Regions from separate parts of the Mus musculus genome. Here region 2 is linked to region 1. The links are chromatin contacts, called in public promoter capture Hi-C maps. All regions are on one chromosome and are shown on one strand. The core of a region is the stretch at or near the end of the contact, and the rest is flanking DNA. Distances in the headings are between cores, read along the strand shown. Region 1 holds the start of 4933404O12Rik (RIKEN cDNA 4933404O12 gene). Region 2 holds the start of Nsun5 (NOL1/NOP2/Sun domain family, member 5).

What was found. Capture Hi-C pulls out chosen DNA fragments and counts their contacts.
Region 2: a contact with region 1 is called in a promoter capture Hi-C map of liver, with 3 times the contacts expected there. The contact joins the promoter of Nsun5 here to the promoter of 4933404O12Rik in region 1.

The regions. Positions count from the first base shown.
Region 1 is chr5:136,917,621-136,921,101 of GRCm38.p6, reverse strand. 4933404O12Rik (RIKEN cDNA 4933404O12 gene) reads right to left here and starts at 1,956. Exons shown (of 4, transcript NR_015555.1): 1 at 1,671-1,956.
Region 2 is chr5:135,368,394-135,371,874 of GRCm38.p6, reverse strand. Nsun5 (NOL1/NOP2/Sun domain family, member 5) reads right to left here and starts at 1,922. Exons shown (of 10, transcript NM_145414.2): 1 at 1,799-1,922; 2 at 1,562-1,684; 3 at 460-634; 4 at 269-377. The coding sequence starts at 1,891.

The DNA.
Region 1 (3,481 bases), core at 707-3,206:
CAAAATTTAATATTATAGCTTGAAAAACCAGAGCGCTTTAAAGGAAATGCCATCTGCATACATGTAAAGGAAGCGCATTTGGTTTGGGTGTGGGCTGAGTTGGGAGACTCAGGACCCATGTACAAACGAAGGCTGGTGTTTATATTTGCGCAGGTGCATGTGGTGGCCAGAGGTCAACCAACCTTAGGTGACCTTCCAAAGTCACTGTCCACTTTGTTTTGTGAGACCTGGTCTCTTGATATCCTAATTCATGATCCCTCATTTGACTGGGGCGGTTGGCCAGCCAACTTCCCCAGCAGGACGTGGGGGTGACAAGTGTGGCCCACTGTACCTTGCTTTGTTCCGTGTGTGGGTGCTGGGGATTGACTCTGACGTCAGGCTGTCCGGCTCGGTGGTAAGCACCTTTACATGGCTGGTCCTTTCACTCTCCCACTCTTCTTTTTTTTTTTAGTGATGGAAGGGGACAAGGTTTCACTATGTAGCCCTGCCTGGTCTGCATCTTGTTATGTAGATCAGGCTAGCCTCAAATTAGTCTTGACTTCCCCGTCTCTACCTTGTGAGCACTGGAATCGCACGCATGTGCAACCAGCCTGGCTATTTATTTATTTTTAATCATGATTTCCCTAAAGTCTGTAATCCCAGGACTGGGGGAAGCTGAGGCAGGAGGATGACTATAAGTTCCAAGCCAGCCTAGGGTTACATATACAGACCTTATTTCAAACAAAACCAAGATAGGTGGTGAGATAGCTCAGCAGGTAAATGTGATCACTCACTGCATCACATGAGTGCAATCCCCCAGACCCACGTGGCAAAAGGAAAGGATCAATTTCTGAACCCAGAAAGTTTTCTGACCACTACATGCCCTCCCCCTAAATACATACGGCAACAACCAAAACAAACATCAGACTAAAAACAAACAAAACAGAAAACAACAAAATCCCCCCAAAACAAAACAAAAACCAACCAATCAAACAAAAGCACCCGCCAGCCTTGTCATTTACTGGAGTATCAACGCGTTTGCTCTTAGGAAGCAGTGAAGCTTCCGAGGGCAAACACTGCTAGGTACTGCAGATCTGTGTCTGTCGGCCCCAGCTAGACCATGGATGAGGGGTACCTTATCGACTCTAACCCCAGCTCCCTCTTCTTTAATAGTGGAGGGCTGTGGCTGTGGCAGCACCCATCACTACTTATTGTGTGTGGTGTATGCATGCTGACATATGCTTGAGAGCTCGTGTGCAACTGCAGGGGCCACAGGAAGTTATTACTCCCAGCTTCATTCCCCAGAGCCAGGGTCCGTCTCTGAACTTGAAGGTAGACTAGGCTGGCGGCTAGGGTCTCTGATCCCACATGTTGGTTGTGTCCCTGTCTCCCTGCTGGGGATTCGAGCGGTTTCTCAAGGTTGCAAAAGCTCTCTTACCCCTGTGTCATCTCCCCAGCCCATGGACAGCACCTAATTGCTCCGATCACCAGGATCCATTCTGCTATTCCGGACAACGTGAAGGAACTAGACGGTTAACCCAGAGTCACATCACCGGGGGGGGGGGGGGGGGGGTTTCAGGACTGGAGAGGTGGCCTGCGCCCCCACCCACCCCCACCCCCCGGCTCAGGGCTGGGCTTCCCGCGCATCCAGTCCCAGGTCTTGTCCTGATTTCCCGGCTGAAAATCCTCACCGTGGAAGGCTGAACCGAGCCGCGAACACATGAGGAGCCCCGGTTCCCGCCTCAGACCTGCAACTAACGACAGCTTGCTCGCGCCTAACTACATTTCCCAGAGTTTTCAGCGGCAAGCCGTTAGCGGGGCTCGCGACAGAAAATTCATTGGCGCCGAGGTGGTGGTGGCCGGTGACCAGCAAGGTGAATACGCAGATCTGTCGCTAACCCTCACACCTTTCACCCTGTCTACGCGCTCGCCACCACCTGATGCTCACTTCTGGTGTGGGAGGAGGCAGAGCAAGACAAGCCGTTGCCTGGAAAGGAACCAGAACTACAACTCCCAGAATGCTTCGGCATGGACAGCCTCCTGCTTCTCCGAGTAGCCCTAGAAACCGTTGTAGTTGCCACAGAGACTATTCTCAGATTATTTGGGCTCTGCAAGCCAGCGAGCGAAGGAGCAGAAGCCAGATTAGGGGAACGATAAAGGACAAAAGACGATATTTGACTTAAACAATGCTGACGAATACATTGCCATTTTTTCTTCCCACGGATGATCAGGGCCAGAGCAAAGGGCGAACAGCCTTCTAGGAAATGCAGAGAAGCTGCCACAGGAGCTATGGGAAACGTAGTCCATTGATTACTAGCCACGCCTTTAAGGAGAATTCAAACACAGTATTTGCCTTATAAGTACTTAAATAGTATTTAGAAAGTCCCTTTTTTATATTTACCCTCGGAGCCGTTTCAGACACTGCATATCCTAAGTGGAGCTTGTACCTGGCTAGCCTGTCTTCAGCCATCTTCCTTTAAGGTTTGTTGTACACAAAAGTAGACCAAAGGAACCTGTGGCTATTACGATTAATACATACTTCATAAATGTGATGGTTTGTATATTCTTGGGCCAGGGAGTGGCACCATTTGGAGGTGTGACCTGGTTGGAGTAGGTGTGCCTCTGTGGGTGTGAGTTTAAGATTCTCACCCTAGTTGCCTAGGAGTCAGTCTTCCACTAGCCGCCTTTGGATGAAGACATAGAACTCTCAGCTCCTCCTGCACCATGCCTGCCTGGATACTGCCATGCTCCCACCTTGATAATGGACTGAACCTCTGAACCTGTAAGCCAGCCCCAATTAAATGTTTTTATAAGACTTGCCTTGGTCATGGTGTCTGTTCACAGCAGTAAAACCATAACTAAGACAATAACCTATACGGTAGGAAGAAATCTTGAAAACTACTAACGGCTTGTTCTGAGTTAACCTTCAAACTAAATGTTCACTCCAGGACACAATAGGAATGAAAGGCCTGGGTATGAATCTTTCTCTTGCTACACACTGAGAGACGGTAACTAAGGAGACTGGGATCCCAAGAGACAGTGCCAACCACCTGACCAGAGGGTTTGGATAACGATGGCCTTTGTTCTATAATCTGACCAAAACTCTGATAAGACTATAGATGTAGAAGACGGAGCTCATTTTGATTTTCACAGGCTGAGTATCTGGAATCCTGAAGTGGACCTGGGCCACACTGAGGCTTTGGAAACAAGAGGCATGCTTTCAAAGGCTGTATAAAGAGCAACAGAGAGGCCTGCAGCTCTGTGGGTAGACACCTGGCTAACAGGAAGCCCATCTGGCTCCCATCTGTAGCATCACATAAACTGGGCATGGGTAATGGCGGCCTGTGAGAGTGAAGGCAGAAGGATCAGGGATTCAAGGTTATTGTGGGAAGCCACATGTGCCGTTGCAGGGTGGCGCTGGCTTCCGCTGGCCACCATGCATACATAGGCAGTAAAGTTCTTTTGCCAAGATGAGGTTTTGAGAATTAACCAAAATTAACCA
Region 2 (3,481 bases), core at 673-3,172, 1.5 Mb after region 1:
ACGTGCAGTTCCTAGCACCGTGTCCAGCAGTCCAATGTCCTCCTCAGGCACATGCCCTCACCCATGCACAGACATGTGCACCACTTAAAAGCAACATCTTTCTTAAAAACAAAGAAAATTCTGTTGGGAAAGTAGGAAAAACATCCAGAGAAAGCAGTGATTATCCCACATACACACACCTAGTCTCCCCTCTAACAGACTCCTACTTCCTTGAGAACCTGGACACAGAGGAAAATGAAGGCACCCGGGCACGATGTTCAGCTCTTACCTGGAAGCCCGACCCTGGTAGGAGAAACCTTGTCTCTTGAAATAATCGATTGCATCCTCAGGGCGGGTCTTGAGCGTGTTCACACGCACGAACCGTGGTACCTGGTAGGCTAGAAGTCACAGTGGTCAAGTGGGGAGGGAGGTGAGCCTTCTGAGGGTCACTCCCCTCCCGCCCCTCAGCCTCCAAGTCACCTTGGCCAGGTCTGGAGCTCTCTTGCAACAGGTCCTCATTTCGGCTCACACCCCGATGAACCTTGAGTCGGGCCAGCTCAGCCTTGAGCCTTGCCTGGTGCCGGCCCAGCAGAGCCTTCCATCGGCCTCCACCCCCTCGAAACCCCTTCCCCAGCAATAATTCATACACTAGCACCTGGACAGGAAAAAACACAAAACTATTAACACCATAAAACCCTCCAGTGGGAGAAGTAGGTACCTGTCCAGATGGTCATGTCAATAGAGTTCTCTTGCCCAAGATCACAAAAGAAATTAATGGCATGATGTTAGGGCAAATGTCCATAATGCCAGCAACATCAGATGCATAAGCAAGAAAACTACAAGCTAACTGGGTAATGGTGCCTTTAATCCCAGCACTCAAGAGGCAGAGACAAGCGGTTCTCTGTAAGTTCGAGGTCAGCCTGATCTACAGAGTGAGTTCCAGAACAGCCTGGGTGACACAGAGAAAGCCTGTCTCTAAAGACCGAAGAGGACGAAAGGGGGAGAAGGAAGAGGAGGCAACGGAGGCGGTGGCTCAGCAGTAGGGTAGGAAGCTTGCTTAGTATCCACCAGAGAAGAAATAGGGATTGCAGCTCAGCAATAAGCACCTGCCTAGAATCCCCCAGTGAGGGGCTGGGGGTACTGCTCAAAAATAGAGCATCTGTCTAGTGATGCTGTCCAATGAGGTGTTGTGGGTGTGACTCAGTGGGAGAACTCTTCTATGGCTTGTTGGAGACTCTGGGTTCAATCTCCCAGCATTACAAAAAGACAGGCATCCAGGCAGGCGGGTAAAGAGACGAGAGCAAATGCCATCTGCAAACCCCGTGTCCTGCCCCATGCCTGAAGCTCCCCCTCCCCACCCTACCCCACCCCCCAGGTCGCCAGCAGAGCTCTGGACCCCGACCGACCTTGCCATCATCACCCTGTCCGGTAGGTAGCCTCAGCCACTACTAGTTTGCACCTTCGTCCTACTTAGCCCTTCCTGCAATGCTCCAAGGGGAGTCACATCTGACCCAGCTCAACTGGGACCCCAGAAAGAAGTGTGAGAGCCACGCACGGGTAACAGCCTCTGGCCGCCGCTCACCTTGGCAAGGTGCGGTCTCAGCTTCTTCTCGGCGCGAAGGAGCCCAGCACTGGCGATGACAGCGTCCAGCACGGCCGAGTAGCGCTGCGTCTCGCACACCAGAGCGTACAACTGCTTCAGGTTCTGTGCGACACAGGGGACACCCGCTGCACCCCACGCGGGCCTCGCCTCGCCTCGCCCTCCCGCCCGGACAAGCCCCGCTCCCCAGCCCGGCTTGCCAGCCCCCGGCCTCACTACCTGGAAGTTGCTGGAATACACCAACCCCTTGAGGGAGCCCTGGCGGCTTTCCACGCCGGCCAGCACCGCCGCGGCGGCCGCGTACAGCCCCATGCTCTCCCCGCCTCAAGCGCTCTACGACACTGTCGCAAAACTCGGGCTGGCTTTACGGCCGCCGCAACAATTTGTACAACCGGATTTCCGGAGTCAAAGGGTTCGCTGCTTTCCGTTTTCAGCGTCCAAAAATTAATCTTAGGCTCTAAATCCGAGCGGGCTGGCTCACGCCTTTAATCCTAGCGCGCGGGAAACAGAGGCAGAAGGATCTTTGCGAGTTTAAGGTCAGCTAGGTCTAAGTAGTTACAGGACAGCCAGAGCTACATAATGAGGTCCTGTATGTAGAATGAAAAAAGTCTACTTTCTTTTTAGAATTCAGTGTAGCTATTTTGTAGTTTGTTGTTGTGGATTGGTTTTTTTTTTGTTTGTTTGTTTGTTTTTGTTGTTTTTTTGAGACAGGGTTTCTCTGTGTATCCCCTGGCTGTCTCTGTAGAGACCAGGCTGGCCTCGAACTCAGAAATCCGCCTGCCTCTGCCTCCCAAGTGCTTTTATTAAAGGCGTGCACAACCACGCCAGGCTATTTTGTAGTTTTTAATTTTTTTTTTAAGACTTTGGAACTCAGAAGGCTACGCAGACTCTCCTAGCAGTCCTGTGTCAGCCTCTCCCTGTGACCGGATGAAAGGTTCAGTAATAAAGCACGTGCCTTGATGCCTCCACTGAGAGGTTGGGATGTGGCTCAGTGGTAGAGCCCCTGCCTAGAATCCCCCAGGGAGGGGCTGGGGCGTGGCTCAGTGGTAGAGTCCCTGCCTAGAATCCCCCAGGGAGGGGCTGGGGGCGTGGCTCAGTGGTAGAGCACCTGCCTAGAATCCACTGGTGTGCTTGGAGTTGTTGAACACCCATCTAGTAAATGTGGCTCTCTGGGACCCTAGCGCTGGAAAAAGTAGATTGTTTAAAAAAAAAAAAAAAGTGGGTGTTTAATAGGGCCGACAGACATTGTCCCTCGGAGTAGAGCACTTGCCTAGCATGTGCAAAGCCCTGGGATCAATTCTCAACATTGATGAGGAGGACCAATGATGGGACTCAATCTATATAGAGGGCTTGCCTAACAGGCAGAAAGCCTTTGGTTCCAATCCTTCCACTGTATAAACCGGGCATGATGGTACGCTCCTGATGGCTCACTGGTTAAGAGCACTGTCTGCTTTTCCAAAGGTCCTGAGTTCAATTCCCAGGAACCACATGGTGGTTCACAACCATCTATAAGGGGATCTGATGCCCTCTTCTCACATCTTTTAAGAAAAGAAGGAAGGAAAGGAAGAAAGATTGATTTGAGGTCATCTTTGGCTAGCCAATTCACACCAGCCTGGACTACATGAGACAATCAAAATAATGGTAGTTGGGCCTAAGAAAGGTGGCTCAGACCTTAAGAGCACATACTGTTCCCAGACATGTTAGGCAATCAAAACCTTTTGTAATGCCACCTCCAAGGGATTCCATAGTTTCTGACTGTTGGCTTACAGACAATTCTGCTAGGCTCTGCTCAATAGCAACTTAGCAACAGCTTGCGTCATCGGCTGCCACTTATGCGGCTTGCCAGGTACAGCAGCAGTGTTGAAGAGGACTGCTAGTCACTACCCAAGTCTCCTCTCCTTT